Regions from separate parts of the Macaca mulatta genome. Here region 2 is linked to region 1. Evidence: chromatin contacts called from public Hi-C data. All regions are on one chromosome and are shown on one strand. Each heading gives the region's core, a stretch centred on a gene start, on an enhancer-like site or on the middle of the called end of the contact. The rest is flanking DNA. Distances are from core to core; before and after follow the strand shown. Region 1 holds the start of PEX26 (peroxisomal biogenesis factor 26). Region 2 overlaps MICAL3 (microtubule associated monooxygenase, calponin and LIM domain containing 3).

Evidence for each region. Hi-C and Micro-C count contacts between places; a contact is called where the count stands out from the background.
Region 2: a Hi-C map of fetal cortical plate shows a contact between it and region 1, with 2.2 times the contacts expected there. The contact joins the enhancer-like site here to the promoter of PEX26 in region 1. A contact is called at or near these places in 3 of 14 Hi-C or Micro-C datasets (blood, fetal cortex germinal zone and fetal cortical plate).

Annotation. Positions count from the first base shown.
Region 1 is chr10:33,998,744-34,003,044 of T2T-MMU8v2.0, reverse strand. PEX26 (peroxisomal biogenesis factor 26) reads left to right here and starts at 2,335. Exons shown (of 5, transcript NM_001260660.1): 1 at 2,335-2,936; 2 at 4,209-4,301. The coding sequence starts at 2,707. It overlaps LOC144331967 (a long non-coding RNA gene), which reads left to right and starts at 1,451. Exons shown (of 2, transcript XR_013399625.1): 1 at 1,451-1,573; 2 at 1,993-2,158.
Region 2 is chr10:34,168,219-34,172,519 of T2T-MMU8v2.0, reverse strand. MICAL3 (microtubule associated monooxygenase, calponin and LIM domain containing 3) reads right to left here. Exons shown (of 33, transcript XM_077950777.1): 3 at 2,676-2,883; 4 at 674-790; 5 at 1-35. Among named protein-coding and RNA genes, the nearest start is that of MIR648, 73 kb to the right of the region's middle. Within about 2 kb of position 1,844, at least 9 of the 40 cell types and tissues checked have an H3K27ac peak or open chromatin away from gene starts, as enhancers often do. A contact at or near this core is called in fetal cortex germinal zone and fetal cortical plate, where this site is marked.

The DNA of each region.
Region 1 (4,301 bases), core at 1,086-3,585:
TGGCCTCCCAAAGTGCTGGGATTACAGGCGTGAGCAACAATACAAATATTAATATGGGCCTGGCCTTAAACATCTGAAAGGGCTGTCCTTAGTTCCACTGTTTTTTATCTCAAGGATGAGGAAATGAGAGAAGAAGAGGTGATTTCAAAGGCTGTCCCATGAGCCCCAACTTAGAGAGAGAAGGTTGGCTAAGTAAAGACAATACCCATTCACGTTCCCCCAGGGGGAATGAATTCGCTTCTGTTTAGCATTTCTGTGTCTTTGCTTGAGAAATTCTAGGTACTTGTAGACACAGAGGAGATGATGTATCCCAATGGATGTGTGTTGAGGAATCCATTTGTGGGCATAATAGTGCTAAACAGTGGTTACATACGGACAGATACGAAGCCCGGGAATAGTTGAAAATTGGGTGAATCAGAAGTGGAATACAATCATATTTTTACATGGTTTCTAGCTCTCCTCTCTCCTGCCTTAAATATCTTGACCTCATTCTGGCTGTCTCACTACTAAATAGGCAAATTTACTTTTAGCAAGGCTGCTTCTTTTAAGACTGTGTGTCCATCTCCTGGACAAATTTGGAATAGCAAGAAATTTGTTAGGAATTAAGGAAAGGGACTTTCCCAGGCAGCAGCCACTTAGGGCTGGCCGATTCTGAGCATGTTCCGTCTTCCCAGGCCTGGCTCACAGTTTTCAGTGCTTAACGCGCATGGCGCTTTGTGCGCAATTTCACTTAATTCTTCCCTCAGCCATCGGGAGCTAAGGACAAACTGTTATCCCAATTGTACAGGTGAGGAAATCGGAGCTCATTTAAATAAATTGCCGAGGTCACACAACTAGTAAGTGACAAAATCTCAGTCAAACCGAGGCTCTTTTGGCTCAAAGGCGTGTATTGAGCCCTACTCTGCTCTGCAGGGACAGAACTAAGTATGTTTTCTATTCAGGGCATGCACAGTCATTCCATGAGTGAGTTACACAATGTAAGATAAGGACATTGTGAAAAACAAAACTATACCATACATAATGCACTTTATAATAAAGTACTGGGAACAGAGTATGTGGTAAATTGTAACTATAATAATAATTTTAAACAGATCCACTAATCACACATTATTATATTCTGTTTCACTCGGGCTTTGCCTTGCTTCCCACTTTTGTACTAGGTCCTCTTGGCTTTAGTTTCTCCCCAGTTCTCTACCCTTTGAACTCTCTCCAAAGCTTCCCTAGAATTTTTGCTGTCCTAGAAATTAGACAGGCACCTGCTCACATCATACATCCCCTACCCTTGTCACCAGACATACACACATCCATCTTCTGGGCTTTCTGTTCTCTTGCGGAAAAGTCTGCAGGGGAAGCTGAGGCAGAACCAAGTCCACCAGATTCCGAGGAAAGATAAGTATGGACTCTGTAACCAGATAAAAGTGAAGCCACAACTTCACTTATTCCACAAATACTTTTTGACTACCTATAGATGGCACGCACTGTTCAAGGCGCTGAGGTTCCCACAGTGACAAAAGAGACAAAAACGTCTGCCTTTGTGAGTTTGTATCATAGTGGAAGGAAACAGACAAAAAAAGTAAGTAAAATATAGACACTGGTATGTAGATGGTGATAAACGATAACGAGAAATATAAAATAAGGACAGATTGGAAGTGACAACAGTGGGGAGGTAGAATTGGTATCTGCATTTAACGTTTTCTAACAACAAATCCAGGGTGGGGTACAAAGCAGTGAGAAAATGAGGCCCTTATGCTCAGCGCCCCCAACCCTGCGTCGGTGGGGTCACTATTCACTTTGGAACACTGCCCTTGGGACCAACATATTCTCAGTGATCCTTGTGAAGGTTTCCACCCTAAGTCCCTCATCCTCACCAGGCAATATTTATTCTCCCAAAGCAAACTATGGAGGCAACGCGGAGAAAGTGTGAATTAATTCAAGACTAAGGTTGCCAAAATGTGTGATCAGCTCTGCCTCAGCCTTGACATTACATTACAGATTCCCTGATCGCCGCCGTCGCAGAAGCTCTGAATTGGAAGCGTGCATGTATTTGCAAATCCATTGCTGGCATTTCTTCCGTTAGCCTCCGCTGGAACTGGTTAGTGAAGATCCCTCCATTTCACAAGACAGCTTCAGTTTTGTTTTGTTTTGACTTCCCCACTCCGAAGCTGTAGCGCACTTTGTTTTCTCACGGAACAGGGGCGGCTTCCGGGGCGCGGCGTGCTGGGGGTTGTAGTCCACAATCTCCCGCCTGTTTCCGTTATAGAAGCCGATGGGCCGGGAGCTGCGGAACTACAACTCCTAGAGTACCCCGCGCCGCTGGGACGCCGTGCGGCTGCGGGGCGGGGCGAGCGCAAAGATGTCCGCGCCCGCTGCTGGGAGGCGAGGTGAGAGTGTTTGACCGTAACCAGGCGCCCGGAGCTGAGGCAGTTCCTGCACGTGTCGCGGGGCCGGAGACGCTAGGGCCAGGTATTCCAAGGATGCAAGAATCCTGCAAATTCGACATGTAAACTGCTTCCTCAGCCTCCAGGCGAGCCCTGCCTTTGCCTCAGGCCCCTTCCTTTTCCTTCTCGGGGAATCGACCTCGGGAAGGGGTGTGGGCAGAGATGAGGACTCTCCCTTTTCGCCCAGGCCAACTCGGGATATCCCGGAGCCTCTGGGGAGGCGGTCACTCCGACGTCTGAGGACCTGGGCCTTGGGCCCGGACTCGTTATGAAGAGCGACTGCTCGACCTCTGCAGCCCCCTTCAGGGGGCTTGGGGGACCTCTGCGCAGCAGCGAGCCGGTGCGCGCGGCCCCGGCCCGGTCGCCGGCCGTGGACCTTCTGGAGGAGGCGGCCGACCTCCTGGTGGTGCACCTGGACTTCCGGGCGGCGCTGGAGACCTGCGAGCGGGCCTGGCAGAGTCTGGCCAACCACGCCCTGCCAGAGGAACCCGCGGGCACGTACGTGCTGGGCTCGGAAATGAACCGATTTCCGGGTGCTCTTATGGTGGGGCCCAAGGTCTCAGGAGTTCTGTCATTCCCAGATTGCCCACAAGGAGCTTTACACCTCGCTTTCATCAGTGGTTTGTCTCCGACAGGGTGGTTGCTCATCGTGTGCCAATTCTACAGAGGAGGGAAGTCGTATAACAAGAGCTTAGTGGCGAACCCACGGCCAATTATTTGCTCCTTGTTCCAGGGTAGAATGGCATGATGCGAAGGCTGAATGTGTATTAAGTGCTAAGTTCTGTCAGTAAGCAGGTGGTAAAAGTCCTCTCCCAGGTACCTCCGCCCCGCCCCGCCCCGCCCCGCCCAAGGTTGTTTATTCCTGACCTTGCGGATGATGGGGAATGGGGGTCATGGCAGGAGCAGTGTTCTGGTCCAATTGGAAGAATGGATTAAATAATTAATTCAGGGCCGGGCGCGCGGGGGCTTACGCCTGTAATCCCAGCACTTTGGGAGGCCGAGGCAGGAGGATTGCTTGAACCCAGGAGTTCGAGACCAGCCTGGGTAACATAATGAGCCCTCTTCTCTAGCACAAAGAAGAAAAAGAAAAGAATCCGGAGAAAAAAACCTTGGGCTTGCATTGCTCTTTCTAGTGCCACCAGCCTTGTCTGGCAGGTGAGAGCGTCATTTCTTTGCATTGTAAAGTTGGGTTAGGCCACTCCAGGGAGGTGTTAGGTAGAATAGCGAAAGCTGACCGCAGAGAAGGATGATCTGGAGAGCCCTGGCTGTGTTTTAGGGTACTGGGTGGAAGCTCATTTCAGTGAATGCAGAAGGCTTTGCTTCTCGGTGTCTGGAGGAACCTTACTAGGTGGTGTCTTTTAGCCAGCTGTGGAGTTGCTATACCTCCATTCAGCCAGAAACCTTGCTGCAAGCCCATTTGTTCACTGAGCAAACTTAGTTCCAGCTCTTTTTTGTCCCACACACCGGTGATGCGTGTTATTTCCCCCTCAGGATTACCCTTCCTCTTCATTTAAATCTGATTTCACTTGGATACAAAGAAGAACGTTGAGCAATAGCTGACTTGCCTCTTAAGAGGTTTACAGGAACTTTTAGTTCCTGGGGGAAAGGGCAGCCCATGAGACCAATTGTGAAGCCCATCTAAGTACTAACAGGGATGAGAGAGATGATGGCTGCTGAGTTGGGAGCTGGAGAGGAACAGTCCCAAGGTGGAGGTGGGCATGGAAATGGAGGGGAACCACTTCTAACTGAAATTGGTTTTTCTGCTGACAGCTCCTTGGAGGTGAAGTGCTCCCTGTGTGTTGTGGGGATCCAGGCCCTGGCAGAAATGGATCGGTGGCAAGAAGTCCTCTCCTGGGTCCTTCA
Region 2 (4,301 bases), core at 595-3,094, 170 kb before region 1:
AGTCTTAGGGTGCACCAGTGCCCGCCAGCCTATCCCTGTGGACCAAAACCAAATAAATGGGGGTCACCACCCAGACCACATTCACAGCCAGGACCATCTCTAGATACCCAGTCATGTGAACTGCACAAAACCCTGGGCCAAAAACACTATGTGTAGAAGCAGTGGAGACAGAGGCTGGCCGCGGTGGCTCACGCCTCTAATCCCAGCACTTTGGGAGGCAGAGGCTGGCAGACTACTTGAGGCCAGGAGTTCAAGACCACCCTGGCCAGCATGGTGAAACCCTGTCTCTACTAAATATACCAAAATTAGCCAGGCGTGGTGGCGTGCACCTGTAACCCCAGCTACTCTGGAGACCTAGGCAGGAGAACTGCTCAGAGGTCACAGTGAGCCAAGACTGAGCTACCGCACTCCAGGCTGGGTGACAGAGTGAGACTCTCATCTAAAAAAGAAAAAGCAGTGGGGACAAACCACAGAAGGAAAGAAGCCTTGCAGAGGGCCCACCACATGTGCACCTGCGACATCAAAGGCTGCATCCAGACCACGTCCCCACAGGCACAGGCTTTGGCTAGCTCTGGAAGCAGCCCTCAGGGGCCTTTGGTTTGCTCCCTCAATCTCATCTTCCTCATCCATCAACACCCTCTCATGCCTTCTTCACTCCTCCAGTATAACTTACGTTCATTCTCTTGGTCCTCAGGAGGTTGTATAAGTCCTTGGAATTCCACATTGACATGGATTTCAATGCCTAGGATCAAGGCTACTTTCAAAAGTATTAGTTGGAGCTGACGGATACCTGGGAGAAAACAGAGATGGTGTTGGTGGGAACACATGGAGAAGGGGGTATCCATCCGTGTCGCGGCTCAGGCTCCCACCCCACCACCCACGCTCCCTTCATTCAGATTCCCAAAGCCTGCTGTAGCAGGAGACATTCCGAAGCCACACTCCGTAACTTCTTCCTTTCTTTAAGGCAAATATAACCCAGTGGAAAAGATGTTCTACAGCAACACACAGGACACTCCTACCTCTTGGGTTCAGTGTTCTAAACAACCAAAAGCTTGGAGACAACACGGGATTGTGGCCTACAGGAGATCCCTTTCCATCTTTCCAATTCGGGGCTGCCATATTGGTGGCATCTCTGATCCTGCTAGGTCAGGAGGCAGATGCACCCACAGGGTACAGCCCACAGTCAGATGCAGAGCTGCTGCATGACCTCCCCGCCCACGGGCGTCTCTTTCAGCCCATTCCCTGGTTGATCATCACACATTCTTACAAGGCAAGAAGGGAAATCATAATCCAACCAGATCCTCCTCCCATTCCCCCTGCCACTCCTGGTCTACAGCTATGGAAACTGAGGCCAGAATGACTGACAATCTTGCTTATTTTCATAGTGAGACTGATTGATTTATTCAACGTCCATGAGCACCTGTAGGCACCAGACATGGCAGGGACTTAAGGTGTAGAGATAAAGATCTAGGCCCTGGTAGAAGACCCTCTCAACCCTAAGATGAATCTTGCCACAAATAAGGCAGACAAATCCACTGAGTTAATGACCCTTGGTCCTCTCTTAAGACCAAACTTAACTGGGTCTAATGTGCCAGGAGCAATGCAAACCCTCCTCACGTCATCTTGGTTGTTCTCCCCAGTTTACCACAGCCACCACCCTTCTGAGTCCCACTCCCAAAGACTTGTTAAACTCTGCACTAGCATAGTATTTTCGCAGAGAACTGTGGGTTCCAAGATGCTTTATAAACTACAGCCAACAGATGGGCACAGCGCTTCCTCTGCCAGTGGAATGTGGTGACTGCCAGCCAGCGTCTGATAAATTGGCACAGCTGCTGCAAACAGCAAAAGGTTCCATGACTGAATGTGTTTACAGGACACATCTGGAGAAGCTCAGAACAAAGGCTCCTTGATAAAGCTTTCCTGAAAGCATTAATGATAATCAATAAAAAGCCTTCAGTTTCATAACGCACACTGTCTGTTCTGAATTGCTTTTCTGGCCACTTACAGTCAAACACCGCTGATTGCATTAACTTGTATTCATACCCTGTAGGATCTCAGAAAAGCACAGCCCCGGGCTGAGCTTGGAGGTGAGAAAAGTACAGCAAGGGCTTGCAGACCACACAAGAACCACCTAACCAGAGGGATGCCATTATCCCCTTGCCATTAGCGGCCCGGCCAGGGCTCTGCTCCTTCTGCAAGCGTGGCTTCCCCCAGGACTCTGTCCCCACAGCACTCTGTGCTTATATTAGTAGAGCACGTATCAGGTCACAGCACAGACAGCTGCACGCCTGTGTACTTCTGCCACTGCAAGAAGGACCACCAGAGGGTCTGGGCCCAAACTGGTCATCGTTTCCCCAGTGCCTGGCCCCAGTGCCCATCCCGCAAACTGCAAGAGCTCAGTAAGAGTCCAAGACCTAACTTAGAAATCCTCAGGTCAAACCCCACAATTTCATAGGTTACCGATATGCTCACATTTAAGAGTCCTAAATTACAGAACCACTGCATAGCAGGTGTTTTTACTTCCAGATGAGTGCACTTACTACAAGAAAGACAGCAATGAGATTAGAAGAAATTTGGCGGCATATGAATTCCTCAGCTAATCCACCTATCTCTTTCTAATGAACACGTGTGCGAGGGGTAGGGTGGAACCTTACAGGAAAGCTAGTTTTACTTACTGATATGGTCGATGGCTCCGGCACAGAACTTGCCATAGAACTTCTTGGCACCCAGACCTCGTAGATCATGTATGGTGAATGGCCAGAGATGCAAGACGTTGTTGCGGGAGAAGGCATCTCGTTTCTCAATAACAACCACCTTGGCCCCCAGTAAGGATAAGTCGATGGCTGTACGGAGACCACAGGGGCCAGCCCCAATGATGAGACACTGAAAAACACAGCTGCTTTCAGGGCAGGCAGCACTTCCAACAAACAATTCTAAAGAAGTCTCATGATCGTATGATCATCACTCCCTAAAGCCCTGAAATAGGGCTATTCTCCCCACTGCCAAGAAACCTTCACACCTATGTGGGTCACAGAAGAACACCTGCCATGGCTGAAGAGAAGAGCTAGTGATCACCATGAATGGAGAAGACAGAACCATCAGTGCTAGACACAAGCCCGGCACCTGTTCACCTTGGACAGCCTGGAAGGCCCTTGATCTGCAGCATATTTAAGTGGCCATCATCTCAACAAACGATATGAAAATCAAATGCAATCTTACATCAACAAGAGAGGACCGTTTGGAAGGTTTCTAGGTCAGGCAGATTTCTGTCCAAAGAGATACAGAGTCCTATGTACACAATCTCAAGCCTGCTGGAATGAATCTATCACACGCATGATTCCCAGGAAGCAATTTTCAAGACAAAGTTTTATGTGCTGAAAAGAGTTCCAAAATCCCCATTTCTAGACTGAAAGTCCAGGAATACGATCTTGAAAATCCACACTCCAGAGAAGTACTCAGCAGGAGACTGGACACATATCTTAAGTAGTTTGCTCTGTGTGTGCAGAAGGAAAACGTGCAATGCTTTTGGCTTTGTTTTTCTCTTAGTAGAGTCCAGTACTCACTCATGAATGTCACACCTTCACAGTTCTTGAATTTTGCTGATGAATATCTACCCCAATGCAAATCCACTGGGGGTGGGGCTCTAGGTAACCCCTATTGCACAAATTAAAGCTCGTGAAAGAACATAACATAGCCATGAAGTCATCTGCAAATTTGTGTCCCTGCTAGCTTGTTCCAAACTTCTCACATTAGGTGTTCTTCTAAGGAGGGAAGTAGGAAATGTATCTCTCCATAGCCGCTTCCTTGCAGCTACCCCAACAAAGGCAAGTGCATAACTCATGTCTTTGCCTGGGCCTACCTGCTTCGAGAAATAGGGCCTACCTATTTCTCCACGTGGTGAAGAAAGCAACAGAAATACTTTGGTTCACAAAGTCCCTGCTTATGAATCAAAACAGACCTTTGGAACATGGATGGGAAGAGGTTGGAAGCTTGTGGCAAATCCCAAGCTGGCAAATAGCATACCTTACCAGTTACTGAGTATGGAACGATGACTTTGGAAAGAGGACATGCCAAGAACCCCAAAGCCGTGTTCAGACAGGATACCAGTAGGGCTTGGCTACGTCCCTGCTAAGTGACCTGCATCCTCCGAACCACGTGAGGTTCAAAAGAGAGCTTTGGCAAAATAAAAAGTTCCCATGCCACTTGACTTTGGTTGTTCTTAAATACTTGAAACTTTGAACGTTCAATATGTAAATACATGAAATACGCTTAAAATAGGGTCTGGGTCATGCAAGTCAAAC